Linked DNA regions of Gossypium hirsutum: regions 1 and 3 are each linked to region 2. The links are chromatin contacts, called in public Hi-C maps. All regions are on one chromosome and are shown on one strand. The core of a region is the stretch at or near the end of the contact, and the rest is flanking DNA. Distances in the headings are between cores, read along the strand shown. Region 1 has its middle 25 kb from the start of LOC107915847. Region 2 has its middle 99 kb from the start of LOC107915847. Region 3 holds the start of LOC107915847 (ethylene-responsive transcription factor 1B).

Region 1 (3,178 bases), core at 253-2,752, 120 kb after region 2:
GAGTGAAGTATTTCCCTAGGTCTGATTTTATTAGTGCTCAGTTAGGAAATAGTAGTGCTCAGTTAGGAAATAGTCCATCGTACATTTGGAAAAGCATATGAGATATGAAAGGTGTTTTAAAGGAAGGGTTAGGCTGGAGAGTGGGTTCGGGAAAAAAAATCTCAATTATCGATGATGCATGGATCCTTGGGAATTATAATTTTAGATTATCTACTTCTATTCTTAATTTGCAGCATTCATTGGTGTTAGAACTTATAGATGCAAATGAAAGAAAATGGAAGCATGAGTTAATTAGTAATACCTTCTCGACGTCGGATGCAACCCAAATCCTCCGTATTCCGTTGGTAAAAGAGGCTCATGATAATTGGTTGGTGTGGGATGTGAGTCTTCAGGGGAGTTCTCCATCCGAAGTACTTATATACTATTACAGATACTTCGAGGGTTTCTAGTGCTTACGCTTTACAATCAATTTCTAGTGATTTCTACAAAAAGCTATGGAGCTCCCTGGGAAAATTAAAATTATAGTTTGGAATATTTCTTTGAATTACTTGCCTACATTAGCTAACATGAAATACAAGAAACTTGTGAACACAACATGCTGTCCTCGTTGAGAAAGGGAGGAGGAAATAGTGGATCATTTGTTTCGAGTATGCCGTGTAACAATTGAAGTATGGTCAGATCTTAAATTTTCACATTTCCTAAGTAATCAAGATTTTGGGTTTGGACATTGGCTTACTGGAGTATTTGATGCATGTTCTATCACTCAGTGATGGCTTTTTTTTACGCGCTATGGGTTATCTGGCGAGATAGGAACATAAGGGTCCATGAGAGTGAGTTTGCTACAGGGAGGGATATAGCACATTTCATCAGGGGTTACATTGTAAAGATTACTGAGACAGAGAAGAGGACAATTACAAAAGAAACTGGATTGGTGTGCTAGAGGGTAACATCAGATTCAACCATTAAAATCAACTTTGATGGCACTTTTGACGGACAGAGATTTCAATCGGCTTTGAGTGTTGTGGCAAAGAATGCTAAAGGGAAAGTGGTACTTTCACGAGCGGAGACTAATTAAGGGGTTTTTTTAGCCTTCGCTGTTGAAGCTATTGCTTGCCATCGAGCAATACAAATGGGTATAGAACAGGGTCGGGTGCAAGTAATAAACGAGGGCGATTCATTGTCAACAATTAAGAAATGTCAGTCAATACATCTGAATAAATCGTTAATTGGTGCTTATATCATATATATACATCAGTTGAGAGACGAATTTCAAAAGATCTTTTTCAGCCATATACCAAGATCAGCCAATGAGTTAGCCCACACCGATTACGAAAGAAACACTGAGAGGGGGTGAGTCCTTTTACCTAGAGGAGGGAGTGGACAGAGCGAAGGAACTGGAATAAAGAAGGTGATGCGGTGGTAAAGAATGGAGAAAGAAAGAGTTAATGTCAAGGATGAAAGGAAATGCTACTCACTTCTCTTTGTACTTTTGAACCGTCGAAAAATGAAATTAATTGCAGGTGTTGGGACGGTTGCTAAGGATTGAGCTGATTGGGCAATGGAATAGTGATGTAGACTTTTTGGAATTTTCTTTTTTGTTCTGATATTTTTTTTACATAAGTTTGGGCCTTTTATTTGGGTTTGCGTGAGTTTTTTTGTTTTTTTAATTTTATAGATTTTTTTTCATTTTTGTTTGTTTTGGATTTCAAAGTAATAAAGCCCAATCTATTTTATTTAAAAATAATAATCCCCAAAAGACTCTCATCCACCTTATTTTTATAGTTTTCTTTTTGCAATTAAAATGATTATTAACTTGATTTTTTAAATAATCTCATTATAGGTTATGATCATATCTGCTATTTTGACACAATACTTAGAACTACCCATAGTCCCTCCCCGACCCATAAATCGAAGGATAATGCACATCAACGCACTCGAACCGGTGTCCTCCTGCATTGACAACAATACCCATGCTAATCAAGCTAAGACTCAATCGACATTAACTGAATTTTTTCATATTAAGTAAATATAATATATTTTTTTGAGTAAACTGAAAATTTTAAAAGTAACACATATGAAGCATATGATGTAGTTAATTGAATTTTTTTACGTATTAAGAAGTTAATTTTAAAATAATATACTATTTTATTTTATATAAACTTTATTAAAATCTAATTTTGAATAAATATAATTTGTTAGAGAATTAATTTAAAATTTTTAAAACTAACACATATGAAGCAATTAATTATTAATATATTATATTATATTTATTTAAACTTTTTAAAATCAGCATAATTTTTTTAATATAAAATAAATATCTCGAAGCATGTACCGTACACCAATAAAATTGAAACAAATCAATATAAATAAAATATTAACAAATCGATATTATTTAAATAATTAATATTGATCTATAATCTAAATTGATATTTCAAAATTGATATTTTTGCCAAACTTCGAATAGAATAAAACTTTCAAGGGGACAAACAACCTTTATGGCTTATTAATAAATTGAAGGGTAAATTACACCAACAGTCACTCAACTTTTAATTTAGACAATCAACTTCCAAAAAATAACAAATCAGTCATTAGCACTAGCAAAAAGTGACAAATCAATCACCTACTAACGTTTTCGGTTACAGGTCTAATGGAATAGGTGTCCTGGCCAGTTAACTTTCTTTGTTGGTTTATGGTTTTTTCGATTTAAGGGCATTTGGGTTTATGGTTTTTTAGATTTCTTTGTTGAAATATGTTGCATTCGCATGGGGTTTATGCACTGCATATGTTTGTATTCAATGAGTTTATGACTTCATTTTGGATTTTGTTGAAAAAACTATTTAGGGTTTTGATAGAAATGGATACATTTGTATTAAAATGTATGGTATGTAGACCTATGTTTTGTATGCCAAAGATCCCACTGCCTTTATCGTTTGCCATGTGCATGATAGAAATGAATTTCTTTGGTTATTTCATCATATTGTGTTTGGTGATTGCATCATTGTGTGGAAATTTGTTTATGGCTTGGGAGTTTGAGATTTAGCAAATTAATAGTTTTTTGTAACACCCCAAACTCGACCTAAACATTAGGGCCGAATCTGGTGATGTCACATTGTAACACCCCTTACCCGTATTCAACGTTGAATAGGGTACGAGGCATTACCAGAATAAATACACTTAT
Region 2 (3,220 bases), core at 523-3,022:
ATTTTTTATAAAGTATAGTTGATAATATGTTAGAAAAAAGAACAAAAGAAATAAAGAAAATAAGAGAACTATAATTTTTTTTATCAATAGGGATGTTTACAATATTTATTCAAAGTGTATATTTATAAATATAAGAAACATACATAATATAAAACTCTACTTTTAATAAATATTAGAGTCCTACAATACATTAAACTTATCTTAATATTAATAAACATAAATTTGATAATAAAATATTTATAAAATATATATAATTTATTAGCAAACTTAAATATATATATTTTATTACTAAAAAATTTGAGAACGGACCCGAACCAAAGCCAAATTGCTTGCCGACATATTGTTTTTTTCCCTGAGCTGATAAATAGGCTAAAGCCAACTCAAAATTTACATGTCTTTCATTTTTTTTTTTTGGGTCAAATGTCTTTCATATTTTTAAACAATACAAGTCAATGGAATTTAATTTGTGTTTTACTTATAGTATAGACAAGCCTTGATACAATTTTGATATTGTTACTTCAACATGGTATATGGGACAAAAATGGATGAATAAGTAAAGAGTGATATAATTAAATTTATGTTTGTTTCAACAAATAGAATTATGTTTTTATTTTGTAAAACAATGAAAAAAAAATTTAATAATTTGTATATTTGTATTATGCTTATATATATATTTCAATATATATTATATTATAAACACATTCAAAATATCATATATTTATATAAATTTTAATGTGTTAATTTATATTTTTATATCACATTTTAATAATTTTTTAAAGTTGAAAAATATTATAAATTTCTATATTCTTCATAAATTTGGAAATTAGTGTTTGAATTCCCTTTAGGAATTTAGTTCCTATATTTTTCAGATTTTAAAATTTCGGTCCAACTGTTAATTTTGTTAGTTTTCTTTTAAAAAAATATTTAGGTTCATTACAATATTATCTTTTTAGTTACATTACTATTGAGTAATGTCATACTAACAAATTTAATAATAAAAATTGTTAACAATTACACCAAATATTTAAAATCTAAATAAAAAATGAATCAAATTCATAAAAATAAAAGTATATAAATTAAATTTTACTTTTAATTTTTAAAGAGTACAAAATATATACTGTTATTTAATATCTTTACTTGGTATCACTTTCAACCAGGTTACCAATTTGGTTAGAAAAATTACGGATATGTCCATTTGCAATTAAAATAAGTTATATTATTTGCATATATATGTTTTTAATTTAAAAACCAATAAAGATATGGTGATATTTGAATCCGTATCAATTAAATTAGAAAAATTTTAATTTACCACACAACTAAAACTTTATTTCAATTTATTTATATATTTTAATTTTATTATGCACATTCCATTACCTCCATTAATTATTTATATTGATAATATTTTTGATTAAGTTAGTGTTACAAGTCAACTCGGTACTAAATCAAGATTGATCACAACACCATACATTTTATTTTTTAATTTAATATTATACATATTACACATGATTTTATTAATTAATTTTAAACTTTACGTTTCACTTATTTATTATATATTATATTAAAAATATATTTGTATTTAAATATTTCGTGTGTTTGTACATGTGCATGTGATAAGAATGAATACTAGTGTCTATAATATATATTTTTTTAAAAATTATAATAATATGGTATCTACTTGACAAATCTAAAATGAAAGGAAGACATCGTGGCGGCTTGAAATTAGAGGTTGGGAAGGAGTTGCTGGGAAAAGATAAAGCTAAAGTAGGTCTTCTGCTGATGATTACAAGGGAAATCAGGCCATGTACCATGAATCTGCTGCCATCATTGCCTAACCCTACAAGTCAAATTAACCTGAAATAGGCGTTTTCCTTTTTGCTACTTAAAATTCATCCTTTTATAATTTTATTATTTTCATTTGTGGCCAAGTTTTGGACCACTAAAGAACTTTATAAGTTGCAAACCACCACATCCTATCAATTTAGAAAGAAAAATCGAAAGTCGATTTGAATTAGATTGTACAAGTGAATTTTAAAATATAAATTAAAGAATTGTGACTATCTGAATTAATTATAATTTATTTTATTTAAAATTAATTTTAATTTTTAAAATGTAAAAAATAAAATAATTTATATTTAAAATAGTGAAAATGATATTAAAATTCTATATAAAAATATTTTTCAAAAAATTGTCATATAAAAGTTATTGATTTTTTTAATTTACTCGAGAATTAATGATTTTTATAAATATTCATAAAAAAATATTTTGAAACTTTACAAAATAATCTTTAAAAACCACCTCATTTTGTTAAATTAAGTTTAAAAATCCAAAATTCAAAATTAATATAGAAAAATTGTTAATGAAATCAAATCAAACCAAATCAAATTATGATGAACGATTAAAAACTTTTAAACAAAAATTCGATTTAACGTGAGATGGATAAATAATAAGAGCCAAAATTATATGATATTTAGAATAATTATTTGATTTTATAATATTAAAATTTCTTATACCAACAATATAGGTGAAAAAATATTTGATACATAAAAATTACATATAAGGAAAAATATATAAACATAATTAGTTGATATTTTTAAAAACTAAAATATATTTAATATAGTGATATATATTGAGAAAAAACATTTTCATTGTATAAGTAAATATTTATCATTTTATCTTATAAATAAAAAAAATATTAATTAAAAAAGATAAATTAAAAGTAAAATAAAAAAATCAGAAAAACAATTTTACGTAAAAATAATAACAAAGAATACTTGATGAAAGATTTGAAGATGAGCCAAACTAATAAAATACTCACAAATTTAACCAATGGTAGATCTATTTGTTTATGCATTCTAGAGCTGGATATCCTTACCTTTGTTAGAAACATCTCTTCCATGTAGAATGCTTTTCTAGACCCAAGAGTAAGAAGGTTTAGAGGTAACAAATTCAAAAAGGGCACAACTGAAATATTTACCTCTGAGAACTAGGAAGAAAAGAAAATTTTGGTCTATCATTTTTTGCCAATCAATCTTAGAAAAGAGCGTTTCATTAAAGAGCTTAGTCTTATGGATTCCTAAGCCCCCTTGAAAGGTGGGAGTGCAAAGTTTATCCTAATGACAAAGATGATTTTTAGTGCTTGTATCATAACCCCTTCAAAAGGTTCTGATTTTTTTTTGTAAATTTCTCAACAAATGTTTGTTGGGGCCTCAAAGTATAAAGT
Region 3 (3,050 bases), core at 352-2,851, 99 kb after region 2:
GATAAACCTCAAAAATTTTAAAATTTTAATGCGTTTTCTAGAGCTCACAGTAAAATTCCAAAATGCGGCTGGAACACAGTTTCTAGTTTCAACTGTACGAGAAATGGTAGAATCAGAGTACTAACAACTTCCATTTCGTTATTAAACTCCCAAGGAATTAATGTATATATTGTGGAGTGAAGGATCCATGGAGATTCTTAAACCTTTTATTTAAACATTCAGTCCACGTTTCAATTTGCAGTCATGGGTCATCTTGACTTTTATTAAGAGGAACCATCATGTTTACACTTAAATTAAGATTGATGTCATATATTTATATCAATTTAACAAGTTTTTCCTTCTCTCTATTTTTGCCTCAATTCCTCCGTGAATGGCTCGGGGGATAATGAAATACTAAACAAGCGTTGTATGATTGAGGACTCAACCTGTCATCGTCCATTGTTTCATTCTTTCAATTGATGTTGTTATTGTTTCAGCAATATATATAAGTTGGAATACGATTAAGTGCATAAGTTTAAGGTTAGAAATAATTTAAACAATATGTAATAAAAATTGTAATGCTGAATCTATTTGTTCAAACTCGAATTTATATCCAATATTTAAGAATATTTGAATAAAAAGAAATTAGGTCTGAAAAATTAATTTTGAAAAAAAATTTCTGTTTGTTTAAAATATAGGCTGAGCTTAAACTCTACTACTTAAATCAAATTTATAATAATTTGTTTTTACCTGTTTTTTTTATGTATTATATACATATTTTTTAATTCAATTTAATTATTATTTTATTTAAATTAACAAAAATATATAAATATGAGCATAGAGGATCGAATTCAGTTAATCAAAATTTAAAATAATTAATTATTTTTAACATCTTAATTCAATCCAACCTGATGAAGCCATTGCAGTTATTTCTTTTCTTTTTGTTTTTTTCCAATTTCCATCTACAAGAGGAATTTGACACAAAATAGATGGTAGAATTGATACTAAACAGATGGTGCTTTTCATTGTCGGGACATGTGTGACTAAGTCCTCTGCATGTTTGCCCCCATTCATTGAACAACCATAAATAAAATGCATATCCATTCCTAACAATGCAAATCAAATATTATATTAAAAAAAGGTGAAGCTCATTAGTGTTAAAAAATGAATTCATCTATTTAATTATGAATTATGTGATAAAAAATTATGTTTGAAGTTTTTAATTAATATTAATTTTTAGTTTGATTTTCAAAAAATTCATACCTTCTTTAAAAAAGAAAATTAGATATCATTAATACTTTGATTTAGTTGACAAAATGAGAGCTCTTAAATTTTGAGTATCTAAGTTTGAGATTTATTATATATATATATATGTGGTCTTCAAGTTTCATAATGTGTAATTATTATGTTTGGGTTTTAGTCCAGTTTATTAACTTTTGTCTGAATTGTGATAGTTTTAAATTTATTTACACTTATAATTGTTTGATTTCATTATGTAAGTGCTTGATTAATCCGTGTTATAATAGTTTGATACTTGTAACACTTATGAGACTTTTTTTTATTTTATTTTTCGAATTTTTATTCACATAATATAAACCGTTATTTCCAACTGCCAAGCTGAGTTGTCACCATCATCCACGTGGACAAGACCCCATGGTAGCTTCCCAACCAAAGCTGAGATCATGTAGTGACGTCACTTGCTTTGACTTAGCCGCCTTGCTCCAATTAACCCCGTGTTCATTTAACCTTAAAAATATTCAATAAAATAATGCCACGTCATCTTCCCTCGCCACTAGTTAATCCTTTTTACGCTGTCGTATTTTACGTTTAATTCCTCCCTCCCTTAATTTGAAGTATATAAAGGAGCCAAATCTTAAACTACTGCTCTGCTTTAAACCCCCTACACTTGCACCAAAAAAAACAGAGTTGAAAAAATAAAAACAGAGCAGATCAATGGATTCTTTCCTGCTTGAGTCCCCAAATTCCATTTCCTCATCGGAATCATCATTCGGGTCGCCGGAATTTTCTCCGTTCAACCACAACTCTCTTCCTTTCAACGAAAACGACTCCGAGGAGATGCTTTTATATGGCCTACTCACCGAGGTCAAAACGGAAACATCAAGCTCAACGGAAAAGGGTAGTCCGACGAAAGAAAAGTCTTACCGAGGAGTAAGAAGGCGGCCGTGGGGGAAGTTCGCGGCGGAGATAAGGGACTCAACCAGGCATGGGACAAGGGTATGGCTTGGAACATTTGAGAGTGCAGAGGCAGCAGCTCTGGCTTATGATCAAGCCGCTTTTGCTATGAGAGGCAGCGCCGCCATACTCAACTTTCCTGTGGAAAGAGTGAGGGAGTCACTGGAGGAAATGAAGTGTAACCAAGAAGAAGGGTGTTCGCCGGTGGTGGCTTTAAAGAGAACACATTCTATGAGAAGGAAAAGGACCAGTAGAAGTAAGAAGGAAAGAGATGCGAGGATAAACAATGTGATGGTGATTGAGGATTTAGGTGCAGATTACTTGGAACAACTTTTGACTCAAACTGCTTCACCTTACTAATTCACACCAACATATACTATTGTTCATCTCTATTTATTCTTAATATTTTGGCATGCAAAAGTATATTTTTAGATTTTATATGAAAACACAAAATTAATCTAAAATAAGATTATAGCGAAAGGTTTTTGGTAAATTTATTATTGAGTTGATAATCTAGTTTGAAAGTGATAATAATTCAGCGAAATATTTCAATATAATAATAGATACCTATTTTAAATAGGTATGAGTTTTTCTATGCAAAATTTTTCAAATGCAATGATTTCGTCTATTTAGGAATTAGCTGTTTAGATTGGAATACAAAATTATGAGGTATTCACAATATCCAAAGAGAATAATATCTTTGCATTATCACCCTTATGCTCTAACATAAATATAAATATGTGTTGAGATCAATATATTATAAATTTTTTATACAATTCCTAAATTATTCATACATTTGAAGATATTACATGTTTAATTTGATTTGATTACAATGATACCAACTTAATTGATACTTAAATAGCATGTAAATTGTTTTA

Evidence for each region. A called contact is a pair of places that touch in the nucleus more often than the background predicts.
Region 1: a contact with region 2 is called in a Hi-C map of leaf, with 2.1 times the contacts expected there. The contact joins two enhancer-like sites. A contact is called at or near these places in 2 of 34 Hi-C or Micro-C datasets (fibers and leaf).
Region 3: a Hi-C map of leaf shows a contact between it and region 2, with 2.3 times the contacts expected there. The contact joins the promoter of LOC107915847 here to the enhancer-like site in region 2. A contact is called at or near these places in 2 of 34 Hi-C or Micro-C datasets (fibers and leaf).

Annotation. Positions count from the first base shown.
Region 1 is chrD10:42,608,234-42,611,411 of Gossypium_hirsutum_v2.1, forward strand. No RefSeq gene overlaps it. Among protein-coding and RNA genes, the nearest start is that of LOC107915847, 25 kb to the left of the region's middle. Within about 2 kb of position 1,503, at least 5 of the 9 cell types and tissues checked have an H3K27ac peak or open chromatin away from gene starts, as enhancers often do. A contact at or near this core is called in leaf, where this site is marked.
Region 2 is chrD10:42,484,074-42,487,293 of Gossypium_hirsutum_v2.1, forward strand. No RefSeq gene overlaps it. Among protein-coding and RNA genes, the nearest start is that of LOC107915847, 99 kb to the right of the region's middle. Within about 2 kb of position 1,773, at least 3 of the 9 cell types and tissues checked have an H3K27ac peak or open chromatin away from gene starts, as enhancers often do. A contact at or near this core is called in leaf, where this site is marked.
Region 3 is chrD10:42,583,424-42,586,473 of Gossypium_hirsutum_v2.1, forward strand. It overlaps LOC107915847 (ethylene-responsive transcription factor 1B), which reads left to right and starts at 1,602. Exons shown (of 1, transcript XM_041102481.1): 1 at 1,602-2,562. The coding sequence starts at 1,933. The coding sequence ends at 2,532.